Regions from separate parts of the Mus musculus genome. Here region 1 is linked to region 2. A link is a contact called in public promoter capture Hi-C data. All regions are on one chromosome and are shown on one strand. Each heading gives the region's core, a stretch centred on a gene start, on an enhancer-like site or on the middle of the called end of the contact. The rest is flanking DNA. Distances are from core to core; before and after follow the strand shown.

What was found. Promoter capture Hi-C pulls out the DNA fragments that hold promoters and counts their contacts.
Region 1: a promoter capture Hi-C map of liver shows a contact between it and region 2, with 4 times the contacts expected there. The contact joins two enhancer-like sites. A contact is called at or near these places in 1 of 39 promoter capture datasets (liver) and 1 of 9 other capture datasets (pancreatic islet).

The regions. Positions count from the first base shown.
Region 1 is chr11:101,875,727-101,881,413 of GRCm38.p6, reverse strand. It overlaps Meox1 (mesenchyme homeobox 1), which reads left to right. Exons shown (of 3, transcript NM_010791.3): 2 at 1,978-2,153; 3 at 2,685-3,904. The coding sequence ends at 2,807. Among named protein-coding and RNA genes, the nearest start is that of Meox1, 16 kb to the left of the region's middle. Within about 2 kb of position 2,148, at least 30 of the 459 cell types and tissues checked have an H3K27ac peak or open chromatin away from gene starts, as enhancers often do. A contact at or near this core is called in liver, where this site is marked.
Region 2 is chr11:101,515,975-101,521,087 of GRCm38.p6, reverse strand. Brca1 (breast cancer 1, early onset) reads left to right here. Exons shown (of 23, transcript NM_009764.3): 12 at 3,646-3,817. Among named protein-coding and RNA genes, the nearest start is that of Brca1, 33 kb to the left of the region's middle. Within about 2 kb of position 1,952, at least 7 of the 459 cell types and tissues checked have an H3K27ac peak or open chromatin away from gene starts, as enhancers often do. A contact at or near this core is called in liver, where this site is marked.

The sequences.
Region 1 (5,687 bases), core at 899-3,398, 360 kb before region 2:
GACCAACAGCCTCAGTCAGCTGTGTGGGCCAATTCTCATGAGGGAACGAAAGTAAACAAAGGTGCAGGCAGCTCACAGAACGCACATTCCCCCACCCAAGGTCTCCAAGATTAACAAGAGTCATAAAAGAGAAAGTGCCACATTATGCCCGCCCGCCCCCCCCAAGGCAGGAAAGGTTCCTGTGACAGTTGGCTATCCAACTTTGTGAATTATACAAGTATGTTAGTCTCCTGCCTGTGACTACTGCTCTACTCCACCGCTAACTGCTGCTAAGGGAGAGAGGCACAGCGGCCTGCTCTTCATCCAAGACGCAGCCCCTTCTATCAACACCAGACTTCACAGTTCGTGAACTCTTCAAAGACAGTGTGGATTAAACTGCCTGGGTCTGAGTCCTGCCTCCACCACTTAGCAGCTAGGTGAACTGTGTGTTTGGAGTTCGGGTCTATAAAATGTGGTCAATGCTGAAACCACTTGGTTGGAGTGCTGTGGCGAGGAAGAAGTAAATGCCGGTGCAGACACTGTTTGCTGGCCCTGTCGTGGGTTAGGACTGAGCCCCTGTGTCTAACAGAAGCCCAGTCCTCAGGCTTCCGGAAGGTTCTCCAGATTTGGCCTCCTGGGGCCGACTTCAGTGTGAGTGACCAGCTTCCCTGACGTGGTGATGCAGCTGGGGTCCAGGGAACAGTCCAGTGACCCGGTCTTAAAGCAGTGCTGTATAAACTTGACCAGAATGATCCAGAATGATCATCAGGAGGGCTTGTCTAAACAGGTTGTTGCGGGGCTGGGGCTGTGTTGCTTCTGTTGATAAAGAGCCAGTTGTGCAAGCATGAGGACCTGAGCCCAAGCCCCGGAACACATGTTTAAAAACACAATTCTGGACATGGTGGTAAATGCCTGGAATCTGAGGAATGAGCAAGTAGAGACAGGAGGGTCCCTGGGCATACTGGTCAACCCGTCTAGCCAAACCGGCCAGCTCCGGGTTCAGTGAAGGACCTAGTCTCAAAAACTAAGGTAGAGAAACCATTGAAATGGCTCAGTGGGCAAAGACTCTTACTGAAGAACCTAACACACTGAGTTCAGTCTCTGGAACCTTACAGCAAATGGAGAGAACCAACTCTCAGAAGCTGTCCTCCCCACTACATACATACAAACATACAAACATACATACATACAAACATACATACATACATACATACATACATACATACATACATACATTATTTAAGACCTAAGTTAGAGGGTGACACAGAAAGACAGCCAATGCTGACATCTGGCTGCCACACATGCACACACACACATATGTGCACATACACATATATGCACATACACACAAATAATGTGCACACACATACACACGCACACAGGTGAGCACACACACACACATGCACACACACAAGTGTTGATTTTCCCATCCTACTCCAGTGAGTTTGTGACTCAGCAGTGATTTCTATCTACTTCACACAAGTTTTCAGTCGAAGCTCACGCTGGGAGCACACCCTCTTTCCTGGTCTCACAGTGCTAAATGCCTTCCCCAGACCAGGCATGGGGCCCAGGGCCAGAATACCAAAATACCCAAAATACCCTGGCAAGGCTGGAGGGTATCCTCAGCCACACCTCCCTTCCTAGGAACTTTGTTTGTCTTGAAGTGTGGAGACCCCTGAGCTGCAGGCTACTGAGGCCTTCCCAGAGTCAGGCTGGGACTACAGACGTTAAACAGCCAAGCAGTGCTTTGCCTGCCTCAGGAAGTGAAAATCTAACGAGGGGAACGGAAGTGAGCAGAGTACACTTGAGACTGGGACCATCTTAGGGACAAGATGCTGGAAGGAATGAGGGATGCCAGGGCTTCTCAGTGTAATTTAAAAGCGAGACAGACGAGGAAATGCTGCCCAACTGTTTACAAACTAATGGATGGATGAGAATGAGCCCTCTCATGTCATGAGCTCACTATGTCTCCCCCATGTGGGGGTCTTCTTTTCACAGACAACCAGGAGAACGGAGGAGGGAAGCCAGAAGGCAGCAGCAAAGCCCGGAAGGAGAGGACAGCCTTCACCAAGGAGCAGCTACGGGAGCTGGAGGCAGAGTTTGCCCACCACAACTACCTGACCCGGCTCCGGAGATATGAGATTGCAGTCAACCTGGACCTTTCTGAGCGGCAGGTGGGGCCTGGGTGCTTGCGCTGCTGTCTTCTCGCCTCCCTTCCCAGTCACCCCTGCCTGCCCCCCCCCCCTTTACCCAGCCACAGCGGTACCGAAGACCACCCCATGGAGAGTTATCAGAATTCCACCGATGGAGAATCTGTAATTGATCTGGGAGGGAGCCCAGTTTTCCAACGGTCCCCCGGGGTACTTCTCATGTGAACAAGAACTGGGACATGTGTGGTCTGATTTCCCTCAAACTTGAATCAGCATTTGCCTCAGAGTCACCAAGGCAATTGTTTACATGGGAATTGTGCAAGCCCTGTTGTCAAGGAGACAGGGCATGTAAGGGGGGTGGGGGAAGCCCAGAGTAATTGTCAGAGACTTTCCACCTCTGCCCACATCCAGAGAGTAGGCAGGCCTTAGTGCGGACCTGTGTGGTCCCTGGATCCTTATGGGGTATCAACAAGTGAGGGTTCCAGATCTTGAGCAACGTGGCGAGGGGGTGACCCTAACCCTGGAGAGACCTGATCCTTTTGCTTCCTCTTTCAGGTCAAAGTCTGGTTCCAGAACCGGAGGATGAAGTGGAAACGTGTGAAGGGGGGTCAGCCTGTGTCCCCACAGGAGCAGGACCGAGAGGATGGGGACTCTGCAGCTTCTCCAAGTTCAGAGTGAGATGCTCCAAAGACCAAAACCAAGAAAGACTGAAGGAACCCCCTCTCCAGTTCCCACCACCCGGTCCCACCCTCTCACATCTCTGGACCCACCCAGGGCAGCCTGCACACACTCTAAGGTGTGAAGTTGCCCAGTATGTGGGAGCCTTGAATTTCCCAGAAGGCTTAGCTCAGCGTCCTTACATCTCAGCAGCCCCTTCCCCAGGCCTTCAACTTCCCACTCTCTCTTGAACTCCAAAGGACTGGGAAACTATAGAAACAGAGCCTGGGGCCCTCTTTTCTGGGTCTCTTGGCTACTACCCACACCTAGCATCCCCCTCTTACATCAGGGTCTCCTCTGGGTCTGGCCCCATCTGGCCTATGCAGAATCCATTCCTTGGTACCAGCTGGTGACTTGTAAAAGCAAACCTCTCTCCAGATGTTCACACCGTTGAGTTGAAGGTTAGGAAGTGGCTCCTGTGTCTAAGGACGGAGAGGATAGCACAAGAGCTGATGGATGAGGACTGAGATACGTGGACCTTGGAAGTAGAACGTTCTCAGGCTGCAGCGTCTTGTGTTCTCCAAGGACTCTGACTGCAGATAAGGACAGGAAAACAACCCATCTTCCTCCATGGGATGCATTTGGACCTATCCTGCGTGTTCCGGAAAAAGCTTTGTGGGAAGACCTCCCAGGTTCACACACATGCGCAGCTCAGATCTCAGACCCAACTTCTGAGGATGCTCCTGTGAGGACTGGTGGGAAAACAGCCTCAGGCAACAGTCTCCTTGGAAGAGACCCCTGTGTGCCTCAGTATTAGATGGTGGATCTCCCAGATCCTGCTGATGTTGCAGAAGGAGGGTCAGCAAGTATTTGAATTTCTTGCATGGAGATCTGATTGTGAGTGTTTAAAAATAACCCCAGTTCCCTTCCCCACCCCATCAAGACAGAAGCTGTGGAAAATGATTGTCAAATGAGATGGCAAGTTAGAGCATGTATCAGTTTTCCCCTACAGCATATTTCATATGTTTTTTTTTCCTAAGATTACATCAAGCTAATTGTGCAAGGTCAATTCACTTTGTAAGAAAACTCTCAGAGAAATAAATCAACAAAAAAATGCAGTTTCCAGCCTTTTTCCTTATAGATTTCAGAGTCATGGCTCTCATGTGTAATGCTGACGCTCGTCTAATGATTATCCAGACAATGTCTAGAAGGAAAGAGAGAAAGGAGGGAAGTCACCTAGACCAAAGCGCCCTCTCACAGGTTCTTCAGGAGATGGGTATGGGGCTGGAGAGATGGCTCAGTGGCTAGGATGTTCTCAGCAGGGACATCAGCGCACAACTGCCTGTAACTCCAACATCAGGGGGATCTGACATCCTCTTGTGGTTCTATGGGCATAGCACCCAAATGTGCATACAGATTTTCTCTCTCCCTCTCTCTCCTTCTCCCCCCCCCTCTCTCTCTGTGTCTCCCACACACACACTTAAAACTTGGGACTGAGGCAAGAAGCTCAGTGGATGAAGTGCTAGCATACTTAGTGAGTTTCTGGTTAGTGAGAGACTTTGTTGCAAAAGTGTGTACGCGCGCACACACACACACACACACACACACACACACACACACACACACACACACGCACGCACAGAACACTGACTACTCAGAAGCTGGAGAGATGGCCCATCAGTTAAGAGCACTGACTGCTCTTCCAGAGGTCCTGAGTTCAGTTCTCAGCCACCAAATGGTGGCTCACAACCATCTGTAATGGGATCTAATGCCCTCTTTTGGTGTATCTGAAAACAGCTATAGTGTACTCATAGAAATAAAATAAATAAATCTTAAAACAGACAAACAAACAAACGCCACTGACTGCTCCTTCAGAGGACCCTGGTTCAATTCCCAGCACACACATGGTGACTCACAGTGGTCTGTAACTCCAGTTCCAGGGGATCTGACAACCTTCTCTGCTCCTCTGGCCTCCTTGAGTTCTGTGCACACGTATGGTGCACATATGTACTTACAGGCAAAACACCCATACATATAAAATATGCATGTGTATCCACACATGTGCACATGAACCTACCTGCACATACAAACAGAAGAATTAAAAACTGTATCGAAATAAGACTGGCAATATGGCTCAGTGACTGAGTAGAAGCCCTTGCCACCAAGCCTGACAACCTGAATTTGGTCCCCGAGACCCACATGTTGGAAAGGGACAGCTGACTCCTTTAAGTTGTCCTCTGATCTCTGTATGTACACCATGGTGCGCACACACACACACACACACACACACACACACACACTAATTTTGTTTGATTAAACAAACATAATTATTTTTTTAATTGTGTAAAGGTGGCCCAACTACTTTTCAATTGGAGCACAATGCCTGACATAAGGCAACAAAAATAGAAGTGTGGGGGGGGAACCCTTCAGTGTGCGAGTTGTAATTCCTCAAAAGACTCCCACAGTGAGTAAGTCTATTGAGCCCAGGGGTGAAAGGAAGCACCTCACACAAGTGTTCGCTGGTTTCTTTTGCACGCTCCCTTCCCAGCATCTGATTGCTCGGTGCAGGGCAGCTGCTCTTCAGGTTGGAAAAACTAGATGGGTATGGTAGCATTTACCTGTAATCTCAGCAATGGGGAGGCTGAAGCAGGAGGAGCAGGAGTTCAAGGCTAGCCTTAGCTACATCTAGAGTTTGAGACCAGCTGGGCTACTTGAGACCCCGCCTTGGAGTGAAAGAGGAGGAGGAGGAGGAGAAAGAGAGAGAGAGAGAGAGAGAGAGAGAGAGAGAGAGAGAGAGAGAATCGGACTTACTAGATTAAGTAACATGACAGGGTCTGAGTGGTCTAGCTATGGCCTCTGTGTACCAGAGAGGCTGAGAACCCCATAGCTACCCAATCCATA
Region 2 (5,113 bases), core at 703-3,202:
TTTTTTTTTTTTTTTTTTTTTTTTTAAGATTTATTTATTGATTATATGTAAGTACACTGTAGCTGTCTTCAGACACTCCAGAAGAGGGAGTCAGATCTCGTTACGGATGGTTGTGAGCCACCATGTGGTTGCTGGGATTTGAACTCCTGACCTTCGGAAGAGCAGTCGGGTGCTCTTACCCACTGAGCCATCTCACCAGTCCCCCCGTCTTCTCTTCTTAAAAAGTACAAAACTAAATGAAACTGGGAATTCTTAGTATTACTAAGGTCACTTTGTTGTCACCAAAGACAGCATCCCCTGTTGGTTCCAGCACCCCAGTGGCAGAGGCAGGTGGATCTCTGAGTTCCGGGCCAGGCTGGTTTACATGGTGAATGCCAGGCCAGCCAGGCCTACAAAGTGACACCTTGTCTTAACAAAATAAGACAAAAATTGATTAAAAGACTTAAATCTTCTCATGGTCCTTTCTGGATTTATTTGGGGCTCTGTCAATATGTCTGTCACCTAATTCTGTCCCTTAGCTGCTTGTTTTTTAAGTTTCAGCTTTTTATTCCATCTGTCTTAGCCATACTGTATTAAATCTGACATTCAATACACTACTGTGTTGTTTCTTGGGTCTCTGATCCTATTCCCAGAAAGATGCTCATTATTTGATCAGGATTCATTGTTTTAAGTGTTTTTATATCAAGTATCTATTCAAGACAGGTAGCTTTGATGTTGAGTTGCACGGACAAGCAAAATGATTGCAATGGACTTTCCCTATGTTCATATAGAACTGAAGGGTAAGAGATGATACAGAGTGCCTCATGTGGAATCACTGATATACTTTGTGATGCTCATGGTGTGTGTATAGTATATGTGTAGTGTGGGTGTGTGTGCAGTGAAGGTGCAAGATTGTCTCCTCCCACCCACTATGTAGGACCTAAGGATTAACCTCATGTCATTAGGCTTGGTGGCAAGTACCTTTTCACACTGAACCATCTTGCCAACCCTCCTACCTCCCCCCCCCCCATTTTGTAACTCAAAGATTTAATTCATTTGTCCATTTTCATATTAAACACTGGCTGTGAAGTTCCTCTGTGATGGGCAGTGGTACGGGACTTAGGGTTGCATACCTTGTACGCCCATGACCTTGGCATTCCCAGTGTGAGGGAAGCTTAGACAGGGGAATCTCAACTTTGAAGCTAGCCGAGGATACATAGACCGCTCTTCAAAACAAAAAGAACACAAAATCAACAAGGATTCCTCCTCCCATCAGGGAAGTTGTGTGTTCCCCTGAATGTAGTGATGCTTTGGCAGCCTGAGCCACGTAATGAGGCACACTGCTGTCCTGATAGACAGGTATTGCTGGGCTTTGAAAGATTAGAAAAGATTACCAAATGGGAAAAGAGGGGATGTGGGAACTGAGGCAAAGATACAGATGGCCTGAATGCATAGGGACCGCCACTGAGCAGTCTAGTGTCTCTAGAAAGCTGGGCTGATGGGAAATGCTGGGCGTCAATAACAGATAGGATCAAGCTGTCCTCAGACTTTGGAATGGTTTATCTAGGAATCTGAACTTTGACTTGAGGGCAGTAATGACGAAGTTCTTTAGCGCTGAAAAATACTAGCTTATTAACTGAGCTGTGTTACGCCATTTGAGGCCCTTTTGGAAAAAGGATTCTTGATGTAAAGAGATAAACGTGGTAACCTGTCTGGCTTTGTCCTCCCTGGTGCATTTGAGCACCTATACCTATAGTAGAATTGTCTTAAGTTTTACATTCCTTCCTGTAGGAAAAGCCACTGCAGTAGTGGTCCGATTACTTTTCTTTCTGATTTTCTGGTATGTTTACTGGCCATGTGGAAGTTAGATGGCATAGCTGTGAGTGTTATTAATTCAGCTTTTAAAGAATTGGTCTGATATCTGTGTGGGGCCTTGGCTAGGATTTGATCAGTGATGTCAGTACTCACGGGTACCACGTGGTGGCATTGGTGGCACTGCAGATGTTGGCAGCATTACAGTCTCAGTAGCAGTGGGAACCTTTGTAAAGCTCGAAATTACGTTTTGTTTATTTGGTTTTTTCATCATAAAGTTCTCCTGGGAACTATGAATTTATCATAGCTGTAGGAAGAATATGGCTTGATTTTAGTGGAAAGCAAAGTCACTTTCAAGGTCAAAAGACAGAGAAGGTGAAACAGATTTTGTTCCCCTCCAGCAGCTGAAAACCTAGCATCGGCATTTCTTCTAAAAGTGATGAAGAGACATACATATTGGGAAATTCTTTATTTGTCCACATCCTTTGCTTGTCAAATACCTTAGACTTGCTAGATTGTCTGTGACAGGATCTCACTGTGTAGTCTTGGCTATCCTGGAACTCACTATATAGACCAGGATGGCCTCAACTCAACTCAACTACTGCTATTAAAGCTATTATGCTTAGCTGAAATTACTCTTTTTTTTTGTTTGTTTTGTTGTTGTTGTTGTTGTTTGTTTGTTTTGTTTTCTGCTTTCAAGACAAGGTTTCTCTGTGTAACAACTCTGGCTATTCTGGAACTCACTTTGTAGACCACTCTGCAATCTGGCCTTGAACTCACAAAGATCTACCTGCCTCTACCTCCCAAGTACTGGGATTAAAGGTAGCTAGATTACGTCTTAAGGTGGATCAGTAAACAGTATGAACCTATGGGAAAGAAGAGTTCATTTTCTTGAATTGAAAACAGTAATTTGGGCTGGAGAGGTGGCTCAGCGGTTAAGATAACTGACTGCTCTTCCAAAAGCCCTGAGTTCAAATCCCTGCAACCACATGGTGGCTCACAGCCATCTGTAATGGCATCTGATGCCCTTTTCTGGTGTGTCTGAAAGTCAGTTACAGTGCACTCACACACGTTAAATAAATAAATAAATAAATAAATAAATCTTTTATAAAAAAGAAAAGAAAAAGAAAACAGCAACTTGTTATAGGCTTTCTAGAACATCGTAGGAAATTATTCAACACTGAATCCATGTAAAAACTAAATTTACTTGGATCTAAGCACAGCGATGTATCTTTTCACTCAGCTACAAATACATTTTTAAATTTTAAAAATAATAAGAAATAAATAAATGGGGCTGGAGAAGGGGCTCAGTGGTTAACAGACCACTCAGTTCAGAGGACCTGGATTCAGCTCCAGCTGATGGCTTCAATGCCCTTCCGTGACCTCTGAGAGCATCGGGCACGCACATGGAGATAAATCATTCATAAACCTGAACTTAAAAAAAATTTTTTAACTAGGCATTTTGTAGACTAATTAAATGTCTTATCTCACAGTAGCGAGTCTTTAGAACACAGTTTATATAGTTTGTGAACAGATTCTTGTGAATTTAAGCTTAAAGTACTGTAATTACCCCAGTCTGTCCCCCATCTTTAAAAGAAAATGAGGAGCTACAGTGAAGCAGATCTATCTGGAAGAGCTCGAGGGTGCACTCTCCTCCAACATCATTTTCAAACAATTGCAAGGTCATTAACCACATGAGTATGGTTGGATTAAAGGGTATTCAGCCAGAACTCATAATTCCATATTAGGTGATCTCAGCTCCCATGCTAAAATTAATTGCTGTGACATATTCTTACTTCGTGGCACATCTCTCAGAGTATATAACTTTCTTGGTGTTCTTGTTTGGTTTTGCAGCAGCGGGCGACCATGAAGTATAACCTGATAAAGCTGCAGCAGGAAATGGCTCACCTGGAAGCTGTGCTGGAGCAGCGTGGGAACCAGCCTTCTGGCCACTCCCCTTCCCTCCTAGCGGACCCTTGTGCCCTGGAAGACCTGCCAGATCTGGAACCAAACATGTCAGGAGCAGGTGTGTAGTGCTGAACAAATGCCAGTGTTACAAGCAAACTTCTTCCCTCCCTCGACCCTCTGTTTCCTTCGAAGAGTGAGGACTGAGTTCCAACATTGTGTGATCTTTGCTCAGTGCAGGTTTACTGAGTTGCTCCACGAGTAACTTGGGAACCTTAGACCTAGTCCCTGCTCACGAGAGCTGTGCCACTGAGAGGGACCCAAGGGAATCTTAATTCATGTTCTTCTCTGGGTGTTTAGAAGGAGATGCTATGGACCCCATAGGAAATAGAAATAGTTCTTGCACTTCGTTGTTAGAGAGTAGTTATAGGTAGCCCCATCATTTCAGAAAGCCATGTGAAAATAAGACCCATTCAGATGAAATCCTTACAGTGATAGATCACAAAGTGAAGATCTGCTTCCTGGGTTTTCTGATTTATAAGACGAGATCTTTGGTTTCAGGAGCTTCACCTTATGTTTTCAAGTAGAAAGTGGGCTTTGGTGGTCATGTTGGTAATCCCAGCAGTTGGGGTGTGGAGGCAGAGGGATCAGGAGTAAGGGAAGTTTTCATTTAGAGAATCCTGGTGTGCGGCAGGCCACCCACAGGAGGAGTTGGTGCTTAGGAACAGATGAGGGCAGTGAGCCTTCTCGGAGTTTCTTCACTGAAGTCCTACATGACTTGCTGCTCAAGTTCCTCCTGCAACCCTTCCTGTACAGTCCTCTGGACCCTGAGGCCCTCCTTTGACTATTAGGGACTCAAGTCTGTTCATCATTCAGTCAAGTGACCTTGGTCTCCACACGTGCCTTGTCATATTTCCATGCTCAGAAAGAAACAGTAGCTCATGCAAGGGAAGCTGCTTGTAAAGCTCTCTCCTTGAATACTTTCTTTGTAAGCGCATCTTCATTTAGTTCATCACCAGATAATGAAGCCCAGAGTCCCATCCCCTATACAGTAATCTCTGGGTACTGTCACTGTCATTACTGTGAAAATAGACAGGACTTTCAGTGCTCTTACACAAGATAAGACTTGTTAGTGTCTGGCTTTGAATATCTGCCTAAACCTACTACCTCATATTTGGCATACACAATAGAGGGTTGGTTGAAGGTTTGTGTTGTTTTGTTTTTAGCTCCCACTGAATGTCTCCCGATAAAGTGTTCCTTTGTGGCTCATTTCTAAAATACTTGACTGTCATGAGCAACTCCAGAGTTGAGCCTTTCTTACCTTAGGCTGATGTATTAAGAGAAACTCAATTTCTTTTCCCTTTTAAAAGAAAGGTCTGACAGCACACACCTTTAATCACGGCACTCAGAGAGGCAG